Regions from separate parts of the Oryctolagus cuniculus genome. Here region 2 is linked to region 1. The links are chromatin contacts, called in public Hi-C maps. All regions are on one chromosome and are shown on one strand. Each heading gives the region's core, a stretch centred on a gene start, on an enhancer-like site or on the middle of the called end of the contact. The rest is flanking DNA. Distances are from core to core; before and after follow the strand shown.

Region 1 (5,257 bases), core at 2,270-4,769:
AGCGGCCATTGGAGGGTGAACCAACGGCAAAAGGAAAACCTCTCTGTCTCTCTCTCTCACTGTCCACTCTGCCTGTCAAAAAAAAAAAAAAAAAAAAAAGAGTGCATGGGGAGGCAGGATGGAAAAATACTCAGATCATTCCAATTCAGGATTGGGGAGGTGGTGGTGCAGCAAGCATCGTTGGTTAGTGTCAGCAAAGACCTCCAGGACACAGCTGTCGTCAATGTATGACTGATGCCGCAGCAGACACGCACACCACTGGGGAACGCGGTGCTTCTCAGGGAGATGTGCGAAGGGGGCTTGTGCAGTCTGAGCCCGAGCAGGTAATTCTGAGGAGGGCTCCAGTGAGCCACCCTTTCTTCTGGCGTGAGTGTTGTCAGCAAGAGGGGTATTGTGGGCTTAGCGTCCATGTTCATGTGAGAGAGGAATGGAAAGAAGTTGGAGTTACTCACGTTAGCCACAAGAGGGAGTGTGTAGCTGTTTTTCTGGTTTGCAAATGAGTGTTTTGGTCTGTACTGGCTGTAAGTACAGTGTTTCATTTTGTCAGGACCATGGAGTAATCTTGTCTAGTGACAGAGCTGAGAATTGTTAACCAGCAGAACATTGTGACATAGCCATGGATTCCCAGGCCAGCTCTTTGCTGTCAGAACTGCTTTTTCTCTCTCAGTGAAGCTATTCAAATATATAGAAGTAAATTTAACAACAACAAAAAAAAGTAAATTAACTGTATAGTTGTAAAGTATAATGTAAAACAAAAGAATGAAATAAGTGAATTGAAGTATACCTCCAAATATGACATAAAATATGAGGAAAGGAAATGTATTAAATTACTGATAGTCTGTGAGAGGAGTATATTATTTTGTTTATTATTCTGATAACACATAAAACAAGTTTTAAGAATGTTTAGGAGAGCCACTAAATAGAACGAATAAAAGTATTCATGTCAGTGCAAAAGACAAAAGTGAAAGACAAGAGAGACCTATTTTGTACAAAACAGTTAATCAAATGAAGACAAAAGATTGCAATTATTACAGTAAATGAAAATCTGTATTTTTCTCTTTAAAAGAGGGACGCAAGCTGCAAAACTAAAATTTACCAAAAAAAATGCCAATAATAGAAACACGATTGAAAGAAAAGGCACAAATGTGTGGAGGAATGAAAAAAAAATGATCAGTTAGTTGGATTCTACCTCATGCCAGGCAATTTTCATACAATAGTTCATTTCCTTACTTATTTTATATGTTTTCCCCAAGGTTGTGATTTCTTAAAAAAAAAAAAAAATTGAGCAGCAGACAAACAGAGCTGCCATCCACTGATTGATTCCCCAAAGGCCTACAACAGCTAGTGTTGGGCCAGGGCCAGAGCAGGGAGCCTGGAACTAATCCAGGTCTCCACCTTTGTGGCAGTGATCTAACTACCAGAGCCATCACTGCTGCCCTCTAGGGTCTGTGCTGGCAGGAACCTGGAGTCAAGAGCCAGCGCTGGTAATTGAACACAGGTACCCGGATATGGGTCACAGACATCTTAACCACTAGCCTGAATGTTTGCTCCCCAGACATGCTTTAAAATCAACCCATGCAATGTTTAAAAGTGAAAAATCAATAATTGAAACTATAAAACTGGTATTAAATAGATCAGGTACACCTAAAAGAAAAAATAAGTGATTTGAAACAGATCATAAAATTTACCCAGGATACAGGACACAGAGAGAAAGATATGAAGAGAATTCATGTTGATTAGAATGAGAAGCCTTGTAGAAAATTTAAAGTATGACAGAGTGGGAACAGAGAGAAGAGGTATACAACAATATTTAAAGTGTAAGTAGCTGAAAAATTTTCAGAACCAATCATGAAAGACGTGAATGTACAAGTAAAAGCAGCACAATATATTCCAAGTTTGGCAGATAAAAAGAAATCCGCATCTAATTACACGGCAATGAAAACTGCAGAATACCCATGGCTAACATCCTGAAATGGGTCAAGGAGAAAAGTCAAATCTCCTACAGAGGAACAGAAATTCACAACCAAAACAGAAAACAGAAGTAGCAGGGTTAAAGAAAAGGGTTAAAGTCTGTACCAAGATTAAGAGTTTGTTCACCCATGGACTCTTAAAAAAAATTAACAGCAGAAAATGCTACCCATCCAAAGCTCTATCTCACCCCCTTTGCTGCTCTGCCAAACTAGACTAGGTCATTTACATAAACTATTTATTGATTATGGTTCTTGAGGCTGCGAAGTCCGAGAGGAGGGTGCGGGCAGGTCAGCTGGCTGGTGAGGGCTCTGCACTTTGAAGATGGCACCCCTGGCTGCATCTGCACAGAAGGCCTGGTTCCCTGAGGCCCTTTCATGAGGGCACGGACTGCATCCATGCAGCAGGACCCTCATGGCCCCTCATAGTTCACCTCCTAAATCCCCTGCTTCTTGATACCACGAGTGCATTGGGTGTTACATTTCAACACGAGTTGTGTAGGAACATAAGGAGCAAACAATAGCACCCTGTTTGGAAAAGAAAGGTTTCCCGGCTCCTGTGGCCCCGCCAGGCTCAATGAAGAAGTGGATTTATCATAAAGAGATAGATTCAGACACTGTTGAGTAGATTCCAGTGTTTTGGTGTAGAAAGTTAAGCCTGTGCCTGCACTGTTCACATCCTACAGGGGTGCCTATTCAAGACCTGGTCCAGACCCTGCTGCTCTACTTTCGATGCAGCTCTTGGCTAATGCACCTGGGAAAGCAGTAGAAGATGGCCCAAGTCCTCGTGCCCCTGCAGCCTCGTGGGAGACCCTGAAGAAGCTCCTGGCTCCTGGCTTTGCACCAGCCCAGCTCTGGCTTTTGAGGCCATTTGGGAAGTGAACCGGCGGGTGGAAGACCTCTCTCTCTGACTCTCCTTCTCTCTGCCTGTAACTGTAACTCTCAAATAAATAAGTAAATCTTAAAACACACACACACACAATTAGGGGGAGACGTAGTCCTAATGTTCTATAGCACAATAGGGCAGCTGTAGTAATTAATTATACATTTCAAAATAATTGGAAAAGATTTTGACAATTCTCATCACAAAGAAATGATAATATTTGAGATAGAAATGCAAATTACCCTGATTTGATCATTATATGATATATACATGTGTTGAATTATAATACTTTATCCAACAAGTAAGTGCACGTGTTGTATAGCAATTAAAGTATAAAAATTAAAGAGGGAAGCAATGATATTTGCTTCATATAAGATTGTTTTGTGGAGCAAATGAGTAAACTAATGAAAAGGACTTGCCTCAAGGCCTGGTATTTGATCAGTATTTGAGCAATAAAATCATGCACACAGAAGCCTTTTGAAGAGTCTAAGGGGCTGTGTGCTATAAGTGGGTGTCAGTTCAGCACCTTATTGCTTATTTTCCATAAAGTCTTGGAAGCCTGACGCATATTTGAGGGCTCCCTTGGTTCTGAGTTTGGAGACTGGGAAACTGAGAGTGGCAGGTCTCCTCCCACTTCCACTGAGTGACAAACAAGGATATAAAGACCAGAAGAGAGGAGAGGAACTCAGAAGTGGGGGCAGCTGGGTGACTGAGGGGAAAGGGGAAGGCAGAGTTTTTCCTTACGATGGCTGCGACAGAGGCACCTTTGGTACTGGAAAACTTCATAGGCGGAACATTTGTACCTTGCAAGTCTTACATAGATTCTTATGACCCATCGACTGGAGAGGTGTATTGCAAAGTACCCAACAGTGGCAAAGAAGAGGTGAGTATATTCCCTCAGAGGCAACCGAATTTAATATTTAAGACACTGGAATATTGTGGGGAAACTAATTTCTGAAGGCAAAGGGAGGTGGAGGAAGGTCCAGAATTGTTAAACATCAACAGAAGGAAGATTGTGGTTCTACGAAAGTTCGTCGTGTAACCGGGTATAGGTGGTAGACCAAATGTTGGGCTATTCTGCCCGAAAGAAAGTTGATTTTCTAACCAGCCTAACACAAGTCTGGATATGTAGTTTTCTTTCTTTTTTTTTTTTTTGGGGGGGGGGCGGGGGCAATCCTGACATTCCCTGATAGAAGTAACACAGTTCTCTAAAAAGAAAACAGACTAAAAACCCCTAGGGCTTAGTTGTAGATTGTTCTCTAATGATTCCTCATGTTTTCAAAATATCTAGTAAAATAAAATCAGTCATTTGAGTGACAAAACTCAAAATCAAATTCCCATAGGTTTTGGGATTTATATTTAACAGCATATTTTTCTTACTCAAAGTGCTTAATGGTAATGGAGAATTAATTTTATTTGGGGAATTTTGTCAAATACTTGAAATAGTTTTGATTAGTTCTCCTTTGTTGCGCAGAGCATGCAAATATAACAGGGACAGTCAGCACAGCTGATGTAGGTATTGTCATCTAATGTCTACTGGGTTCAATTTAGTCTTTTTAAGGCACAAAAAAAAATTATTTAAAATGTAATTGTAGCCATCATATGTAAATATATATTATAAGCAAAGTTTCCATAAGAATAGTTTTTTTCTGGATGGTTAATATTTCAGGCCTGTCTTGCATTAAAAAAAAAAACCTTTAGACTTTGGGTTAAAGTTTGCAAACATTGCTTAATTCATTGGTTAAACTGTAAACCTGCATATTTGTTTGCTTCACATGACCTAAAATGTGGAAAATCCAGCTTTGCATATTTCATTTCTCCATACCCCAGAATGTCTTCCAAAGTGAGGTAAGAAATGATGAATCTGGCAGATTCCAGAGAAATCTTGTCTGCACCCACAGCATCATGCCTTTGCAGGTTACAGGATGAGTTCGGATGCACCTGCTAACGCAGTCAGAGGTGCTGCCCACTGCCCGCAATCCAACTCGCTGAGAGCCTATCGTGTCCCATTAATTAGTTCCAGTTTTGATCACCAAACCACATGGCCAACTGTCCAAAAAGTCACTTGCGAAGAAATGGCTGCTGGTGCTAACAGGAACTGCCACTTACTCCGCGCTGGTGAGGCGCTTCACATTCAGCTCACTGAGCCTTCAACAGGGCTTATCCTGAGTTTCAGCTATAGCAACCTAGAAATTAGACTTTGTCACCATGCTGACTTTACAGAGGACGGTGTGCTAAGTCTTTCATCTCTGATGCCCGGATCGACGGGCATGCATGCACACAGGTGTGTGTGTGTGTGTGTGTGTGTGTTTTGGCACATTTGCATTACAGCATTGCAATCATAAGCACAACTTCGAGTCAGCCTGCCTGGCTTCAAAGCCCAGCTTTCACAGCTTGGTGTCTGTGA
Region 2 (5,241 bases), core at 2,652-5,151, 740 kb after region 1:
CCCATGGATAAGTTAAAAAATAAAACACAGGAGGGGTGCCTGGCATTGTGGCACAGTAGGTCCCGCTGCTTGGGGACACATATATCCCATATGAGAGTGCTGGTTCAAGTCCTGGCTACTCTGCACTTACTGCTAATGCGCCTGGGAGGTAGCAGATGATGGTCTAAGTACTCCTGCCACCCATGTCAGATACCCAGATGGAGTTCCTGGCTCCTTGCTTCTGCCTGGCCTTCTGCCAGATTGTTGCAGGCATTTGGAGCATGAACCAGTAATAGAAGATGGATCTCTCTCTCGCCCTCTCTTCGCCTTTCAAATAAATAAATAAATATTTTTTTTAAAATCAGTGCCAAATTAGGCAATAATTTCACAGTCATCCGTCTCAGTCATTCCTGTCCCAGTTTCTCCCAACTGGGGACAGCTGGTGCTAAACTTTCCTGGTGCATCTTCTTAGAAATTTAGTATAAGAAGGCGGCTCTGACAACACAGGTCCTTCTCAATTAGAATTTAAAGGAATTTCTTCTCAGTCTTTTGGCTAAGACTAAGCGTAGGGTTTTAGCAGAGGGATGCAGAGGAGGGATCTAGCTGAATTTGTTTAATTTTATTTATTTAACTTTCATTCATTTTCTTTTTTATTTTTTGACAGGCAGAGTTAGACAGTGAGAGAGAGACAGAAAGAAAGGTCTTCTTTTTCCGTTGGTTCACCCCCCCCCCCCCAAGTGGCCGCTGCAGCCAGCGCATTGGGGCTGGTGTGCTGCGCTGATCCGAAACCAGGAGCCAGGTACTTCCTCCTGGTCTGCCATGCAGGTGCAGGGCCCAAGGACCTGGGCCATCCTCCGCTGCCTTCCCTGGCCACAGCAGAGAGCTGGACTGGAAGAGAAGCAACCGGGACAGAATCCGGCGCCCCGACCGGGACTAGAACCCGGGGTGCTGGCGCCGCAGGCGGAGGATTAGCCTAGTGAGCCGCGGCGCCAGCCTAATTTTATTCATTTTCAAGACAGAGCTTTTCCATCTACTCATTAATTCTCAAATGGCCACAGCAGGCCAGGGCTGGGCCATGCTGAAGGCAGGAGCCCAGAATCTAATGTAGGTCTCCCATGTGTGTGGTGAGGACCCAACTGCTTGAGCTATCACCTGCTGCTTCCATGGGAGACAGAGTGTGCATTAGTAGGAAACTTTAATAGGAAACAGAGCCAAACACTTCGATATGGAATGCAGGGCACCCTACCTGCTGCTCCAAAGGCCCACTCCCAGGTTGATTTTTGAAAGTTACCCTAATTGTTCATGACTTTTAAAAAATTCAAAAGCTCACTTGACCAATTTTTGGTGGAACCTGATCCTTGCAATGCATGGCAACTTTTTGCAGACACAAGGATCTGGTTTCCTGCTACAGAAAAGGTAAACAAACAAAAGGCCCAAACATTGGTTGTCGTTTGCAACCTCGCCTGGTTTTGGCCTTGCCTACACAGTCCTTAAAGCCAACTGCTCACGCTTCCAAGCACACCTTCCCTCTAGCTGTGTCCTCCTAAGAACATGGAAACCCTCTTGATTTTCTTGTCATTAAGGAGCTCCTCCCTGCTAGGACACGCCTGAGTGTTTTCCCAGTAGTTTCCTGATTGGGGGATACTTTACCTTCTGACCATTCCTACGTTTTTGCGAGTCACTCTCTGAACTATCCTACCTTTTCCAATTTCATACAATCATAAAAATGTCAGAGGAGGAGAGGTCTAGGGTTCATAAACTCAGTGCCTTCAGGAACCAGACTTGTAAATTGTGGCTGAAAAAAAAAATGACTGGAGTTATGGACAATATCTTTTCTCTTAAAGGCACTGAAAAAAACAATGAAAATAAAACCCAAAAACTGGCCAAGTGAAACGAGTCTTCGGCCAGAAACATCTGCAAATGTTCTTGGCTAATCTCATATGCAGTTATGACTTTTAAGTCAACAAGCCCCTTCCCCTTTTGCATTCTTGTGGGTTCCTTATCTCTGAGCAAGCAACATAACACAAAACAAAACGTCAAGCCCTGGGGATAGAGATCCCTTCTCCCAGCTGAGCACCAGTAAGGCAACCGAACACCGAGCACTGGAAAGGAAAGAGGGACAATAATTCAGCACTGGGTGACACAAAGTCCATCCCTTGAAGGCAGCAGTAACAGTCGGTCTCCAGTGTCTGATCTGAGTGGACTAACTAGGAGCGTTTGCTACATCCCCTCGTTAGCAGACCACTCTCAGTCACAAAGGAAAATGGATCCCATATTGTTTACAATAATTTGAAGAATTGTCTGCTTTCCCATAAGAGGACAGGGGGTCAGCTTGGCTGTGGTGTTCTGAGTTACAATGAACAGGAAGCCAAGGAAAGCTATATGGAGAGAGGCCACGTGGGAAGTGAAGAAAGCCTCTGAGTTTTGAAACCCAGCTCCGTGAGCCTTGCTTTCCTCCTTCCACTGGGTCTAAAAGCACTTGCTTATACTCTGGAGGATCTGAGGTTACAAGTATCAAGGATGCAGAAAAATATTTTTTAACTTAAGAAAAATATTTTGTGACTAAGTAAGTTCATAAATAATGGTGCTTTTAGCACTTGCATGGGGAACTGGGGCTGGAACTACTCTGCCCTGCCACATGTTTCATTCATTCCTTGAACGATGGCTCCCAATGAACCCCTCCTCTGTGTCTTTACAAACATGGAGAACAGCCACGCGCCCTCTGCTCCCTGGGCCTGCACACCTTTCCAGGTCATGATCATGAAGGATAACATAATAAAATTTTTTATTTATTTATTTGAGGGCAGACAGAGACAGCTCCCATCTGCTGGTTCATCCCCCCAAAGTCTACAATGCCTAGTTCTGGGCTGGGCCAAAGCCAGGAGCCAGGAATGCAATCCAGGTCTCCACTTGGGTGGCGAGGTAGCCATTACTACTACCTCTCAGGGTCTGCATTGTAGGAAGCTGAAATCAGGAGCTGCAACCAGAAACCAAACAAGGCAGTCTGATATGGGACACAGGTGTCTTAACTGCTAGGATAAATGCCTACACCTAGAAAGGATTTAACCAGTGTGGAATCAGAGAAGATAATAATGACATTCATTCACAAAATACTTTATGCTACAACATATTAACTCCTTTTATCTTACCAGACATGCAAGGCAAACAGAGTAAATTACTGCTAGTACCTTTTCACATATGATACTCCTGAGACTGAAAACGAGGGGTGGGCATTGTGGCACAGCAGGCTAGTCCAGTACTTGGGATGCCCACATCCCATATCAGAGAGATCAGAGCACTGGTTCGAGTCCTGGCTGCTGATCCAGCTCCCAGCTAATGCACGTGGGACACAGCAGTTGATGGCCCAAGTACTTGGCACCCTTTCCACTCATGTGGGACACCTGGATGGAGCTTCTGGCTCCTGGTTTCCACCCGGCTGTTGCAGAATGAACCAGCGGATGGAAGATCTCTCTTCCTCTGTCACTTTGCCTTTCAAACAAACAAATAAAACAACTAATAAATCTTTTTTTAAAAGATTGAAAAGATTTGAAAGGCAGTTGCAGAGAGGCAGAGAGAGAGAGAGAGAGAGGGAGAGAGAGAGAGAACCATCTGCTGGTTCACTCCCCAGATGGCTGCAATGGCTGGAGCTAATTCTAAGCCAGGAGCCAGGAGCTTCCTCCGGGTTTCACACATGGGTGCAGGGGCTCAAGGACTTGGGCCATCCTCCATTGCTTTTCCAGGCCATAGCAGAGAGCTGGATCGGAAGTGGAACAGCCTGGACTTGAACCGGTGCCCATATGGGATGCTGGCATTGCAGGTGGTAGCCTTACCCACTACACCACAGCGTTGGCCTCAAATAAATCTTAAAAAAAAAAAAAAGTTTAAACAACTAGCCACCTATGGAGTAGGTGGAACCCACTGCTTCTGCCACGTGAGCCTCCCCTCTCTGCCCAGCCTCTCTGGGCTACACTGTATTTAATCCACTGTGAGCAAAGGTGCCATCGCCAAGAATTTATAGACCAGCTATTTTGGTCTCCCTCCACAGAGATCGCCTTCTTATGTGGCAGATTCTTGAAATTGGAGAGAGGAGCCAAAGGGCACCTGCTAATAACTTTGGAACTCATAGTTCACGTGTGAATGGACCATTTTTAAAGAGAATAGCTCCATTAACATTCATTACAAATCTCCTGAGAGGCAGTTTCTTGTGTTCAGTGATGTCAAAGGTCTGTGTTTCAAGAAGAGTAATACACTCTGTATTTATCACAGAATTCTTGGGAGAATCAAAGGAAAGAAGGAACTTCTACATGAAAAGAAATACTGTAGTTCTACCTTGTGTTTGCTGATACCAGCGGTGTGCAATGACATCAGCCTCAGTCTACAGTGCCACCAAGTGGACACAATCATACATGTGTTTTCTTTACTCCATCTGTCGCTCAGGTCATTTTCTCACCTACAGTATTGTATTTCAGTATTTTTACATAAAAATTGTGTGAAGTTTTGTCGAAGAGTCTTTTTGGTATGTCTGTGAGAAAAGCCAAACTCCGGGCCAAGAATCCATATTCCACCTGCAGTGCTTCCCCTTGTCTAGCTCACCTTGACAGACTGTCAGCCCCAGTGTGTATCTTATAAAGCAGCTGTGAGCCAATGCAAGAGAAGGGACCGGGGTGTTGATGGAGAGCTCTGTTTTCTTCTTGCTTTTCCTATAAGTGCTCTTTGATTTTGCTGAGTTCGCATCTGAAACATTTCTTGTTACAGTTCAACCATTCATACACATACCACAGCCTCAGTGACAATCTGCTGAGTATTTGTTCATGTTAAATACCATGGTTAGTGCTAGGGACATGATAATGAACAATGAGGAAGGGAGCCGGGGTTGTGGCACAAATAAATAGAGTTTTAAAATTAAGAGGAATATGGTGCCTGGCTTTGTGGAGTTTAGTCAGCTGAGAGGGAAAATGCAGTGATGAAGTGACCACACCATGCTGGCCACTTAGCCCAGGAAACCAGAACATTCTACTTGTTGCAAAGCAGCAACAGCCTCACTTGTTCTCATGGGTTTCAGGGTTTGGGGAGCAGCAGGATTACAGTGTAAAAGCTTCAGGCTCTTTTGTTTAAACCTGACAATCATCCCAAAAGAAAGAAGTTTCCTTCACTTAGAGCATAACCATGTCAAATGGTGGAATTTGGAGACAGAAACACTAAGGTTTGAATTCTGCAACTGCTTATTCTTCTTATGACTTCAGTGAATGATTTTATCTCCTT

The links. A called contact is a pair of places that touch in the nucleus more often than the background predicts.
Region 2: a Hi-C map of an unstated tissue shows a contact between it and region 1, with 3 times the contacts expected there. The contact joins the enhancer-like site here to the promoter of ALDH8A1 in region 1. A contact is called at or near these places in 3 of 6 Hi-C or Micro-C datasets (psoas muscle, skin fibroblasts and an unstated tissue).

The regions. Positions count from the first base shown.
Region 1 is chr5:33,965,903-33,971,159 of mOryCun1.1, forward strand. It overlaps ALDH8A1 (aldehyde dehydrogenase 8 family member A1), which reads left to right and starts at 3,520. Exons shown (of 7, transcript XM_002714833.5): 1 at 3,520-3,733. The coding sequence starts at 3,596.
Region 2 is chr5:34,705,705-34,710,945 of mOryCun1.1, forward strand. No RefSeq gene overlaps it. Among named protein-coding and RNA genes, the nearest start is that of SGK1, 15 kb to the left of the region's middle. Within about 2 kb of position 3,902, at least 1 of the 8 cell types and tissues checked has an H3K27ac peak or open chromatin away from gene starts, as enhancers often do.